Regions from separate parts of the Anser cygnoides genome. Here all the other regions are linked to region 1. A link is a contact called in public Hi-C data. All regions are on one chromosome and are shown on one strand. Each heading gives the region's core, a stretch centred on a gene start, on an enhancer-like site or on the middle of the called end of the contact. The rest is flanking DNA. Distances are from core to core; before and after follow the strand shown.

What was found. A called contact is a pair of places that touch in the nucleus more often than the background predicts.
Region 2: a Hi-C map of liver shows a contact between it and region 1, with 4 times the contacts expected there. The contact joins two enhancer-like sites. A contact is called at or near these places in 5 of 7 Hi-C or Micro-C datasets (fetal liver, granulosa cells and liver).
Region 3: a contact with region 1 is called in a Hi-C map of liver, with 12 times the contacts expected there. The contact joins two enhancer-like sites. A contact is called at or near these places in 2 of 7 Hi-C or Micro-C datasets (both in liver).

Annotation. Positions count from the first base shown.
Region 1 is chr3:42,639,638-42,644,116 of Taihu_goose_T2T_genome, reverse strand. LOC125180034 (a long non-coding RNA gene) reads right to left here. Exons shown (of 3, transcript XR_010830283.1): 2 at 266-378. Among named protein-coding and RNA genes, the nearest start is that of TARBP1, 19 kb to the left of the region's middle. Within about 2 kb of position 1,811, at least 2 of the 3 cell types and tissues checked have open chromatin away from gene starts, as enhancers often do. A contact at or near this core is called in liver, where this site is marked.
Region 2 is chr3:42,431,424-42,435,902 of Taihu_goose_T2T_genome, reverse strand. All of the region lies in intron 5 of TOMM20 (translocase of outer mitochondrial membrane 20), which reads right to left. Among named protein-coding and RNA genes, the nearest start is that of TOMM20, 17 kb to the right of the region's middle. Within about 2 kb of position 2,137, at least 1 of the 3 cell types and tissues checked has open chromatin away from gene starts, as enhancers often do. A contact at or near this core is called in liver, where this site is marked.
Region 3 is chr3:42,470,238-42,474,716 of Taihu_goose_T2T_genome, reverse strand. All of the region lies in intron 5 of TOMM20 (translocase of outer mitochondrial membrane 20), which reads right to left. Among named protein-coding and RNA genes, the nearest start is that of TOMM20, 55 kb to the right of the region's middle. Within about 2 kb of position 2,231, at least 3 of the 3 cell types and tissues checked have open chromatin away from gene starts, as enhancers often do. A contact at or near this core is called in liver, where this site is marked.

The DNA.
Region 1 (4,479 bases), core at 562-3,061:
GACACCAAACAGCAGATAATAGCCAAAGGGTAGGGAATGAGAACAAGTCAACATTACTCAAGGGGTTAGCAAGATGTTCCAAAATTTAATCTCGGTGTTCATGTAGTTAAGTAAATATTCAGTCAACCCCCATTTTCACAAGCCTTGATCACATGAGGCAATCATTTCTGGGGAAAAAAGCCACATTCCTCCAGCACGGATTTTATGTAACAAAATACTCTCCCCCCCCCATGCGCTCCCAGGCTTCAGCAGTGATTTCATCTACCTGCATTACTTTCACTTCCCCTTCATTTCTCCCAGATCCATATGTCTTTATCACAGGGAATGCAGCAGGAAGTGCCATGGCTTTGTGATGAAGAAAAAAGGTCCAAGAATATGCTGGAGAAAGAGGGAAAGGTTAAAAAAGCATGTGTTTAGAGTGTTGAAATCCCCTGGCATTAGTCTATACCCCAGATTACCTCAATTGTACTCTCTTCTTTCCTTTTTGTGAAGACCAAAACAACCATATTAAAAATATGCTTATCAGTATAAATCTGTATTTTTTTCTGTGTTTTCTTTTCCTTTTTTTTTTTCAAGGACTGAACTTTGTGAACCTGACTTGTTCTTTATACTTTGGTTTGCATGTGGGAGGTTTTTATTTTTATTTTTTTCCTTTCCTCGTTTCTTATTTTGTTCTGAGTGAGGGGGTGAGGAGGAACTTCCTGATCTGGACTAATGGAAACCTTTGAGGGTTCCCTCATACCACATTATGTCAATCACATGCACTTCACTGGTTGTGCAACTCCTGTCACTGCAACATTACTCTCAGCCTTATCAGGCCCACCTAATCGGTGGGAAAGAAATTAAAGGTGAACACAATCAACAAGTGGCGGCAGGTGTTTGCAGAGATCAGGAGCATCTAAACGTTGAAAAGTCGTGAGGCCATTTTCTCTAAGAGTTGCCCAAATGGAGCAGAAGGATCACAAAGTCTCGCAGCACTAGTGGCACACGCAAGATGGAAGATGTGCACCACAGTTTTGGCTTTTTCTTCCGTGTCCCATGTGCAATGTGGATCAACAGAGTTGCTGGCTATCCAGGGGAGAGGTACAGGCATTGCAAAACCCCTGGAAGCCCCTTTCCAGGGCACTAGTGCAGTAGCTTAGGCCAGCAGTTAAGAGAGTCACATGCCAATCTTTCACTGTGATTGCTACACAGGACCGATTGGGAAAGAAGGGAACAGTCTAGTTTTTCCAGTATTCCAGCTCTTGCCCTCTTGGGGACTTGGTGCTGAGGCAAGAGCCACTGTTCTGATCCTTTGTGCAACCACGCTGCTGGCCTTGTGCTCAGAGTCCCTGTTAACCTCTCAAGCGCCGCAGCATTTCACACTGCAGGTCTCCAGTATGGTCCTCAGCTGTTAAGCATCAGGCTTCGATGTGAAACGCAAGCATTTTGTTGTTATTTGTTTATAAAGGTCCCATCACAGCCTCCCTGGCCTCATATAACAATCAATAAAATACACCAGCAAAGGCCTGCACACAATTAAGTAGACTTGCTACAGAGTTAAACTGCACAAGACCTCCAAAATCATCCTTTCTGGTCTGAGCCAGCACAGAGCCTGGCATCCTGCTCTGACAGTCAGCATATTTGGAAGCAAATGAGGGACCCGTCACTGATGTCTGGCAGTCTTGGAAGTGTAATATTACAAAGACTCATAAAAGTGCATCTCAGAGCGTCTTGCTTCCATGCACCACTTCTTTCTTTTTTTCCCCCTTTAATTATCTGATGTCTTGACTGCAGGAAACATCCTGCCCCCTCACTCCCCCTTGGAACAAGAGCAACTGTGTGACAGAATCAGAGTCCCTTTAACGTTGGTGTGGTTTCAACATCGCTGTCCCACGTCCATTGCACCCCGTGTCACCGCACATCTGCACCGACCCTCTGCATGCTCCTCCCGGTGCTGGGACCACCTTGGCAGGATGCTGCCCTCCATCCAGCACTGGTGAGCAGCCACACTGACACCCATCCAGCAGGAGAAACCCATGAGCTGTCAGGTTTCCACACCCAGCATCAGCAGGGCCCTGGCTTGAAAGTGCCGCGGCCAGATGGAAATTCCCATTTGGAGAAAACCCTCCGAAGTGCACGTAACCGTAGGATGTTACTGGGCAGAAACAAGTAGAGGAGGCTGTTTATGTCTTTAAAGCCTGTCTCTGCTCTAACTTGACTTCAGGCCTAGTTATTCCTGTTGTGCTTACTGCAATAGCTTACCACTGTCAACAGGAGGATTTATCAGGGCAGCCAAGAAGCAACTGACTCAGCACGGTCAGGGCTTAAGAGCTCCACGAGGCTGGACAGAAACCGGCACGGAGCACGGTGTCACCAGCACTCAGCCCGGTGTGGCTGCGGGGGGAAGCTCTTCTACAAAATCAAGGGGAATTTAAACTCCCTTCCCAGCTGAAACCTCTCCATCACTCTGGACAAAGATTGGAGGCTGTTTTAGCCTGGCTGGTGTTTAATACTCCCCGACCCACTCAGTGAGGCACAGGAGACATGTGGCACGGCAATGTCAAGCTTTAACATACTGTTTTCCCACAGTGCTGAATCTTGACCTGCAGACCGTGCTCGCCACCTCTGCAGCAAACTTCTTGAGTGGGTTAGACCCACAGACCTTCTCTTCTCCCCTCCACATTACCAACCTGCTGCAATCTCCTAATCTCCCTGTAAAAGAGGTCAGCAAAATGAGGATTAAAAAAACAAAAAGCAAAAACCCACACCTTGTGGCATCTCTTCCACAATGCACATGCTTCTCATAATGGCAGGTGTAGAGAAAATCTGTAGGAAAGGTGCATGAGGTACTCCCTCCACAGTGCCTAGCTGGGAGGACACTATTCCTGCATGTTTTCCTGGGCTGACATTTCAAACACGATGCTTTGAGTGGGATTTGTCTCACCCTGCTTTAGAGATCTACATCTGAGCCAGTCACCCTTCATGTTCAATGGAGAGAAGTAGGCATGTCTGGGGTGTGAATCATCTGATTTACTTTGTACATCTCCTTTAGACTCAGATGAATCACACACTAGAAGTGCTTATTTTTCTCCATTGACTATAAAGGGAACTGAGATGAATACTCAGATACAGACGTCTACATTTGGTCAGATGACTCTTACCCTCCACCTCCTGGGAAACAGCTTCAGGTAACGTCCTCCGCACGGGCAGTCACTGCCTTGCCTCTCGCTGTCACTCACCCATGCCAGTGCCTAAAATCAGGGCAGCTGTTCACTCACGCTCCCACCCCAAAATCTGCTACACACCCAAAACCAGTATGGATATCTGAACACCACTCTTTGCTGGAAGAATCTGCAGAAATTAATGGGGACTGGGGAATGTATTACTGTATTGAAGGAAGTCCCAGAACAGAAGGGTAAAATTGGAAGAATATGCATGGTAAGAGTTACCATTATTGGCGTAGAAAATAGAATCCTGTGAAAACATTATGTCTGGGGGAGGGGACATCCTCTTTTCCATTGGAACTGTAACAGCAGGGACCTCAATAAAAGAATTATCAATTATCAGAGGCTTTTAAATTTTTCCCAAAACATGAAAAAAAAAAAAAAAGGAAAAGGAAGCATTCATTTGGAGAACTCGTGAACAGCAGGAGTCTGTGAAGGCGGATACTGGTTGGGCTGGCTCCCTGTGCATTCCCAACACCAGAGACCTGATGTGCAGAGAGCAGGGAAGTGGCAGTGGCAGGTCGCCTGTTGGCACAGTGCTCCACTACAGCCTTCCACCACCCACCCCACACTAGGACAGCCATGTCAACCAGCACGATTAACGGCCTTTCTCCCCACAGCAGATACCCGTTTCAATACGATACTGCCAGAAACCTGTGAGTCCTCCTGAAGTCCAGCCCTGATTCAGTTTTACCTGCCTTACATGGTGTCCTTATTTATCTGCTTTTGTTTGTGCCATCATCTATGTGCTACTTACATTTATTGCAGGCATTCTGTTGAAAGATTTCATTGAGAATCAGCTCATCTCATGAACGTGACACTCAACGCATACTGTTGTTGTTCAGTGAAATCAATTAGAAACATTACCTTGCTTGTGATACGCTCATTACCCACAGCTAACAGCAGGCCTCAAGATGCCTCCCTGACATTCCTTCCTTGACCCATCAAGGCATTTTCATAGACATCCTTTGTGGTTGTCCTTACGGTTCAGAAATCTCCCTGCCTCATGCTCCCATCCATACCTTCAAGAGAACTCACTTGCCCTCAGAGGTGTCCAAAAATACAGCATACACTTCTCACATGAGGCACGTTCTAGCCAGAAATAGCTAGTGTTTCCATCAGGCACGGCTGTCTACCCTTTGGTCTTCCAAGCATTCACTATGCCCACATTCTGCAGCTACGCAAGGGAACATTCACTTGCTCCTTTTTCTGGCCCAAGTATCCAGCAGAAGATTTCCTAAGTCAGGGCACAGGAGGACAAGCTGGATTTCAG
Region 2 (4,479 bases), core at 888-3,387, 210 kb after region 1:
TCTCCTGAGGGTGTATGTAATGCACTACTGTCACGGCATGACAATGGAAAAACTGACTGCTGAGCCAACCAAACCCCCATAAATACCTAATGATATCTCTTCTGGCCCAGATTTCCTGCAAGTCGGTGCCTGAACTGCATACAGAATGACAATCAATATGAAAGGATCTCTCTTCTCAACAGAGGCAGAATTTAAGAGCCCAGCTGAGCATTATATTCCCGTTCATACAAAGGGATCCTTTCAGAAGTCTGTCACAATAACCTAAAGGTGGTGATCCAGCAAAAACACTACCAGGCCTCTCCTCACCCTCTCCTCACCGCCTCCCACCATTAACACGGAGAACTGGCTTCAACGAGCAGGCATCATTATTAATTACAGCATTGTTATGCAAACAAAGCGTGCCTAGAGATGCATCAGGTCTGCATTCACATGGGACAAGAGCAAAATCTTCTTCCTTTTTCTTCCACTTCTTCTGGCGTGGGTAACTCCACCGCCTCGTTTAATCAGCTTGGAAGGCGGCCCAGCCAAGCACCTGACCCAGTTATAGGTATGTGCACAGGGACAGCGAGCCCATTGTGAGAAAACAAGGCCTTAGCACATTTCTCTGGCCGCCTGCCAGCCTCAGCACATTGGGCAAGTGACTCTGCCCGGCCACCGCGGTTACATCAGTCACCACCACCTCCCTGGATGTCATGGCACAGGAAGCGGCTGCCAGGAGAGAGCGAGGCAGCCACCGGGTTTTGAAACTGGCTTTCCAAAAAAACATTACAACACCCTTGCTGATTTCCAGTGGGTTTGTTCAGTTCCTCCCTTCCCGTGGAGACCACACGGATGTTGAAAGGGCATTTCACCCTGCCATCGAAAGGCAGGCTTTTGGGGCCGTTTCCCAGTTTACAGCGAGGGCCAGAACCAAACTCACAAGCTGCTATTTAGGGGAAAGAAACACAGATACACTTTTATTTTTTTGCAGAGAGCAAGAGTCTGTGCTGCTCCTTCCCAGCACAACCGGGAGGCAGGGCTGGAAGGCTCCTTCCCAGTGACTACAAAGCCCCCGCTGACCTCTCCCCCCTGCCCTGCTCCCCGCAGGCAGCTCAGACCGGTGTTCCCTGCCTTCCTGAGGCACCGGGTCCCAGAGGCGCAGGCTGGGACTGACAGCACCAGGGATGCGTGCGCTGCCTCGGACAAGGCTGGCTGGAGCAGCGCCGCTGGCAGAGCCCACAGCCAAATTCCACCCTCGGCTATTGCCCAAATGTAAATTTAGGGCAACTCCCCTCCACAGCGGTGACCCGGGACTTGTCCTGTGGGAGGGAGCAGAGCAGAATTTGGACAAAGAGATGGTGCTTTAGGACAACCATTCAGGGCTCGGGTGTGAGCACAATCACCTTATAAGAGAGCAAAATTGGCAAATGAAAATATTGCTCCTGGCACGCGAGTACTTCCATATTGATTCAACACTTAAAAATGCACTGAAGTGCGGATGCCCTTTCTTCAAACCCTCCAGCAAATTCACTTTCTCTCTTGGCACTCTCTCTCTCTCCTCACTCCTCAGCTAGTTTACCCTGATGGCAACAACTCCTACCTACATCAGCTTCTCAACTGCTGGACCCCGCTGATCTCTGTGCTGCCTCCTCTCATTCCCTTTTCTGCTTCACCTCCTATTTAAAGTGCTTCTAGAGGAGGAGCTGAAAGTTCTCCCCTTCCAAAACAACTGCTCTGCAACATAATACACCACAGGCCTGATTATCCTAGCGAAAGTAGGGAGAAATCCTTGCTGAGGTCTTGGTCTGGGAGGGGACACACAGTCATGCCTCACGCTGCTCACCTGCCCCTGGCCCTGCCTGCCCTGGGACAGGAGCCCCTGCAGGACTGCAAGCTGGCCAAGTCGGGGTAGCTGTTCTCAAGTCAGAGGCTCCGCAACGATTATTTGGCTTCAACATATCATATGACTTTGTTCTTCGAGTTACATTTTAACTGAGAAAGTTTAACAAGTATGACTTATGGGCTTCTAAAATTGGCAGCAGAAAAATGAGCTGAGGAAGTCATGGAAAAAAACCACAAGCGAAGCCATTCCATGTTATGCACAATTTCTGGGCTCTTTTTCCAATCTTCTGTTTTTTTGGACGGTGGAAAATATTTTCCAGCTACACAGGCCTGGCCTCACTGAGTACGTATTTATGCCAAGTTTATAAAAAGCAGCTGCAGACAGGGTTGAATGAAAGGATTACACTGCTGTCTGTCTTCCAGAAGGTGCTTCAGTTCACACCCTGTCCCACAGAGTGAGGCTCGTTTCTCAAATCTCCACGAATTTACGTAAAGAGGGACAAAATTTGAGCCTTGCAATAAGAACAAGTATGGCTGTGCATGTGAACGGGCATGGGTGTATGCATATCTACCTACCGAGCTAGCAGTGGTTCCTAGCTGCTGCTGTTTTGGGCTTTCAGTGCTAGAAGTTTACCACTGTTCCTCAGACCTCTTTGCACCCTGCAGCCCAGTCCATCTTCCATGAATACAGTGATGGGGAGAGGGCTTCCAGGCTCAGGACCCTGGTTTCGGTGTACAGCTGCCGCCTGCTTCACGTATACCTGCTCTCAAGCTGCTCCCGCTGAAATTCAGGCTTCACCAACCTCACGTACACCGAGGCTGCCAGGTTTTGAGTCCAAGAGGGATCACTGTAATCATGCAGCCTGACCTCCTCCACAGCACACTGCCACAGAATTTCAATCTGGAGCCTGCACAGCGGAGGCATAACCTTAATTTTCAGCCGTGTCTTGTCAGAGCCTTGGCCTGATACACCAGTCAGCAGAGGAGAGTTACAAATAATTCTTCACTCTCCTAAGCAGAATAGCTCCAGGGGAGGGGGGGAGGGCTGCAGGGAGGACACAAACTGAAAGTAAATGGAAATAAAAAAGGTAAGGTAGGTGGTAAACTGCAGATCGTATATTACAGATCCGTACCCTGCTGTTTTTGCAGTCAAGTATCTTAGAATAACAGCACTGAGAACGACAGCGTTACATCAGGAATATCGGTCAAGACAATATTTCCTGGCAATTGTTTGAGAAATGCTTTTCTCACAGCTAATTGCTCCCAAGAGGCTGTGTTTTCTCTGCTTTTAGAAGGCGAGCGATTAAGAAAGAAGGTTTTTAAACCTCTGCACCCTGCTGTGGGACAAAGAACTAAGGGGGGAAAAAAAAAAGGCAAAAAGAAAGAAAAGAGAGAGGCACAACAGCTGTAATGTTCTATGAAATGATTTTGTTCTGTTCTCTTGCCGGGGTGGTGGGTGCAATCATCAGTTTGGCAGAGATAAATACAGCAAAAAGCAAGAATGTTACAGGGACGGGGAGCCCCAGCTCGCAGAGTACCACATTGCCATCTAGCGGCACAGGCTCTGGCCGGCCCGAGCACCTGGGGCTCTGCAGGCTTCCACAGCTCTGCCCCCGTGCCTGTGTGCGCAGCAGGCACCTATGTGAAAACGGGGCCGAGTTTCCTTTCAGCGCTTTACAGCCGAGCTGGACAACTGCAAAACTGCTCGGTCTATAAACGGTAGGTGTAGGGAGGCGAGGCGAAAAGGGAAAAATGCCCCCAAGAGGAAGTTTAAGACCAACTTGGCTTTGCTGTGAAAAGCTGGTGTTCACACCGAGGCCTGCAGATTCGTGTTGCCCATTGCTGCCACACACAGAGCTACAGCAGCCTCATCACGTTCTCTGATTGTCGTATGGAAGTCTGCAGCAAGACAACGGGTTGGCAGGAACTACCTTGTTCCAAGGTGACGGGCACGAATCTAGAGCTGATGCCTTATACCCAACCGCACCGGACCAAATACCTCAGCACCACGTGCTCTGACGCTAGCCCCTACGGTTTAACTCCACTAAGTGCCTCGCTGATGACACACTTCCCTTTTATTCTGAAAAGAACACAAATGTTAGCCTCTCAACACTGAAAAAAGAAAAGCCGAAAAAGTCCCTCAAAGAGCAAAAGAAAGGCACTCAACCTTTGGAAGACACCCAGCAAAGGACAGCAAATTGATTATTTTGTGTGACCTTCACGTGGCAAGTTGAAAAGAAAAAGCAGCTTGGTCCATGTGAATTCTGATGTTCACTGAGAGGTGTGAAGCTGGAAAGTTCCGGCCACAGCAGAACCCCGCTTATCTAGGAAGCAAAACCAGTCCTAGTGCCTGAACTCCACCAGAAGAGACCATCATTTTGGGGAGCAATGGAAGAAGCCTTGCATCAGGAATCCAAGACCGCCCACAGAACTCTGCCTTTTGGCAAAGTGCTTTCTGCTCTTGCACTTCCCACTGGAAATATATGACCACTATCGCACCTTAAATGAGATGAAAGGTGATTAGGAGAAGATTGCATTTGGCCCTGGCGCGAGGAATGGTATGTCTAGCTAATCATTAGCTCCGTGTCTTTGGTCCCTGGATCCCGTGAGGCTTCCCCGGAGCACAGCTGTTCTGTTTATGCCCTAAATAGCCATATT
Region 3 (4,479 bases), core at 982-3,481, 170 kb after region 1:
ACCATGTGCCTCACTTTCTCCTGTGGAAACTTAAATTCAGCTCTCATGTGCTGCTTTTCTTACTCCAAAACAAAGGTCAAACAGAAAGCACGCAGCTTGGTTTTATCTGTGCAGAAATGCAGCCATCACGCTTTCCAAAAACATCAGCAAATTCTGTGCAGCCCGGGCCGGACCCTTCAGCAAAAAAGTGCGCTTTGCCCCGGTGCTCGGCTGGCAACGCAAGGAGGGTGGCAGCCCACTCAGATTATGTACTTATTTCTTGGTACATCACTGAAAAAGAGTGAGGGGAAAAAAAAAAAAAAAAAAAAAAAAAAACAAACTTCAGCCTAGCACAAGAGGAAATGAAAAGGGAAACTTTGAGATTTCTCATCTCTCCAGAAAGCCCCGCGGCCGGTTGCAGAACTTTGTCATCACAACTGCTCGGCCTGCGGTTCGCAGCACCACGATCCCGGCAGGCTTTGCACCAGCTCAATCATTATATCAATAAGGAAGTACAATCACTTAACCACAAAGCCAGTTTCTTTTCTAAGCCCTCATGTTGCCTTAGAAGGTTTTTAAACAAGACGCTTTCCTGTTTTTGAAACCTGGGCATCCGTATGGTTTGCAGGTTACTCAAACAACCTTATCATTTGAAGCAACCCTGGCATGAATTTCAAAACTGCTCACTGCGGTGCTCCCCTCCCCTCTCCACACATATCTATTTACTCACAGGGATCCTTATTTACAGTGTCTTCTTGCCAACTGCTGACACAGAAGAAAAAAACCCTTGGTTACACATTAAGCTTTATCGTTGGATTGTTTGTGCCAGACAGTGTCCAAACACGGCTCGCTGACTGACCTCACCTTCGGGCCGGCCACACAGGAGGGAAATGTCTGTCACGAGCCTCTTGCAGGGGCAGGGCTCCCTTCTCACCACCGCCGTGTTAGTCCCCCTCTCACCTTCATCTGGCCTACACGGGCCGTTCAAGGAGCACGCAGTTTTGTTTTCAGAACACGCAATGGGGTAGAGCTTGTTCCTTGCAAGACTGTTCAAGGAGGAATTACCAGAAGGAGAGAGGTGCTGGCAAATGTGAGGCACAGCGAGGGCTGTCTGTAGGAAAAATCCTGACCTAAAATTTATACAGCGTGCAAGTCAAAGCCAATTATTCTACTGAAAATGGGAAAACAAAGAGGACCGTGATACAAGAATGAGCTGTGCAGAGGATCTGGAAAATCCAGAAATTAGCTTCAATATGCCTGTTTTGCACAGCAGCTTTGGAAAGATCTGCCAAACGTAACAGTTTCATTTGACAGTCATCTTCTGGCTTAACTTCTGAGCTGGCCGGTGGCCATTTCGTATTGCACAATAAATGCCTGCAAAATTAATCATAAACTCCCTGCCTGGAACTCCCAGTGCTGCTCTCCTGAAGGGTACCTGCAGGCTCTCAGACGCGCTGCCAGCAGCTCCACGTCTGTTTTCATTAATGGCCCAGCCAGCCAGGACAAACCGTCACAAAAACAACCCATGAACTTTATTCTTCCACTCCTGCCTCTGCACTCTGCTGGCCAAGCCACCTACCTTTGCATATGCTTCATGGCACCCACATGACGGTGGTGGCACAGGCACGCATCTGAGCCTCACACTATGCAGCCTTCCTTGTCACAGTTAACACTTAGCTTGCGAGGAAAGTCATGCGATCAGGGCCAAAGAACCGAGAGCTGCCTTCTGAAGTAGATACCCCGATCCTCTTGGTGGAGTACATTTACAAGCACTGCCTCAGGAAGGGTGCAACAACATCCCGGTGCTGCAGTACTGCCCGAATGCCCCACTTCTGCCAGAGGGCTCCGGCTCCAGCAGCTTCAAACCTGCAGGGGCCTCCATGCGGAAGCCTCCAGGACCAGGGTGCAGACTTGCTGTGCAGTTTTTTCTGTGAATCTAATTGAATTGTTCATTTGGGAAACGAAAAAAAAAAAAAAGAAAGAATGAATTGCATTCCGGTTATTTTAATTAGTTCCTCCTATTTAGCGCTCCTTGCCAACAGACTAAATTGAATTGATCACACAAACGCCCATGCAAAATACAAAGAAACCAAGTAGGATTTAAACATCTCCAGAAGAGAGAAAGAATGTATTTTCCTAACATCCCCCAAACCTACTTAATAACAAAACACTAAGGAATAAAATAAATGTGATTAAAACCAGAGATAGCAAGCAGCACACATTTTATTGCTATGTTTTCACTTCTTATTTCTTTTTAACAAGGATAAAAATTAACTTGTGCAACCTCAGCCAGGAAGTGAGTGGATCTTTGAACTCTGCCATCTGGCTAGTGGAATCTGTATTTTCGCCGCCTCGGGTTACAGGTTAATCCTGCCAATTCTGATTATTTGTAGAGGTAGCTGGCCTCTCAGAAGCTTTTATAGTCCCTGTCATGGAGAAGGCTGCTGCTGAGCAAAACATATGCACAAATCGCTGGGGTTATTGTGGCAGGGACATTGAGGAGGGAGGAGAGGAAAAGAGAAAAACCACCACCATCAAAAAAAAAAAAAAAAAAAAAAGGACGCCAACAGTTCTGGCTAATCTAAAATTATCCTTTTCATTACAAGAGAAGACGTTGCAACATGCGCTAGCGCCTTTGCCTCACCCTGCAAGTCAGCACAGACAGGAAGGCTGCGCGCGCCCCGCTCGTGGTGGAAGCCGAGCTCGAGCATGCCCAGCAGCTGGGGAGCCCCACGTGATGACAACAGCATCCAGCTCCATCTGGTGATGTGCTCCGGCCCCCCCGGGCACTTTTCCATCTAGCCTTGCAAGCAGCTGGATCAATTTACTCTAGCCTACGGTGCACTGCACAGGCACAGACTGAAATTATTACTCATGGAAATCCCCTCTGTTTCAGCGCTTTGAACAAGGCATCAGGTAGCTTTCAAGCTCCTGACAATTAATGGCCTTTGGTGGAGGGAGAGCAGCGCAAACACGCTGGAAGCTATGGGTTTCAAAACAGCTTGCTTAGTTTCTAGTAAATTAAAGGGAGTGGGTGGTTGAGGCACACAGTAATATTATCCAGTGCAGTGTGGTCTTCATTGACGTCAGCCGGACATTTTTTTCTCTTTCTCTCTGTCTGCCTGAAAGAGGCACGGGGAGGTTAGCTTTGTGACAACAGCATGGCTCACACGGCCCGGAGAACCTCCAGGTTTCCATCAACAAGGCCGGAGCACAGATGCTACCGTACGGCAAATTAGCAATACGAAAATATATGCAAGTCATTTCAGACGAGGAAAAAAGCTGCTGGAAACAGAAATCATGAGGGCTTACTGTACGTATCTCTCTTCATGTTGCATGATTAACTGTTCTGACTAAGACAACGCTCTTCCTGTGGCTAAGAACACATCCTCCTCTCAGATTTTGCTTGAAATAGCATATTTGACCATGACCCCTCCCCACAACTACTGTGCCCGTCCCAGCGTAGTTTTGTGGTGTCTATGACTGTGTTTTCTTAGTGTCACAGATCTCGTTGTTTTTCTCTGAGGCCTCCGCACTGTAGGCTGGATTCATCGTACAATAGCTGCCAGCCTCGCATTGAAAGTATGCCAAGAAGTTCAGCAGAAAATTTTTCTGATGCTCGCAGCAAACTTCTGGAAATGTGATTTCTGTGTGTGAGCATGCGCAGGGATGCGCTTGCAATGTTTTCGTGCACCACTACTTGTATACTAAATAAAAGCTGGCTGGTCAGCAAATAAAAGGATGCACAACAGCGAAGAAAAGTGTTGCAGGTAGGAAAAGAGACCCACCCCAGGCCCCAGATACCATATTCCCAATGAAATACAACACTGCAGTGCCTACATTTTCTGTGTGGGGAAAAAAAAAAAAAAAAGAAAAAAAGAAACACAAAGAATATTCAGGCCAGAAATTTTTTAGGGTCACAAAAGACAAAGGGGACTTCTTTATAACAAAAATGTGTACTAAAGCTGCTCTGCCAGGTTCTGACTCAACACAGACACATGCATACTTGTCAAAGTGGAAGATTTTTCCAGTAATCTAGTGGACTGAATGAGCTCATCGTGACCCACTGAGCAAGTTTTCTTAATACTCATTTTGAGCAAGGGAACGGCTTTGACTGGTGTTTGCACTCACTTGACTTTTCCCCTCTTCCCAAACTTTTGTTCCTTTCATAAACCACCCTTTCCATCAGGCTTTTCTTACTAAAGAGCCATTTTTTCCTCAGTGGGGCCATGGAACCTAAGTAAATATCCTTGAACCATCAAAAACCAGCTGCATTAATGAAACAACACCGCAGGCACTGTTGAATTGCAGAATCACCAAGACAAGCAAGGGAAAAGAGGGTTGTCCAGGGAAGCTGAGGTGTGTGGTCATTCCCCACAACCCCACAAAGACAGACAGTAGGACACCATGCAGACGGATGAGGGGTACGTATGAAAGTGGAAGATCATGACTCACTGCAAACAAACTACATGGCCTTTGACTTTGGCACCTTCTTGTCCT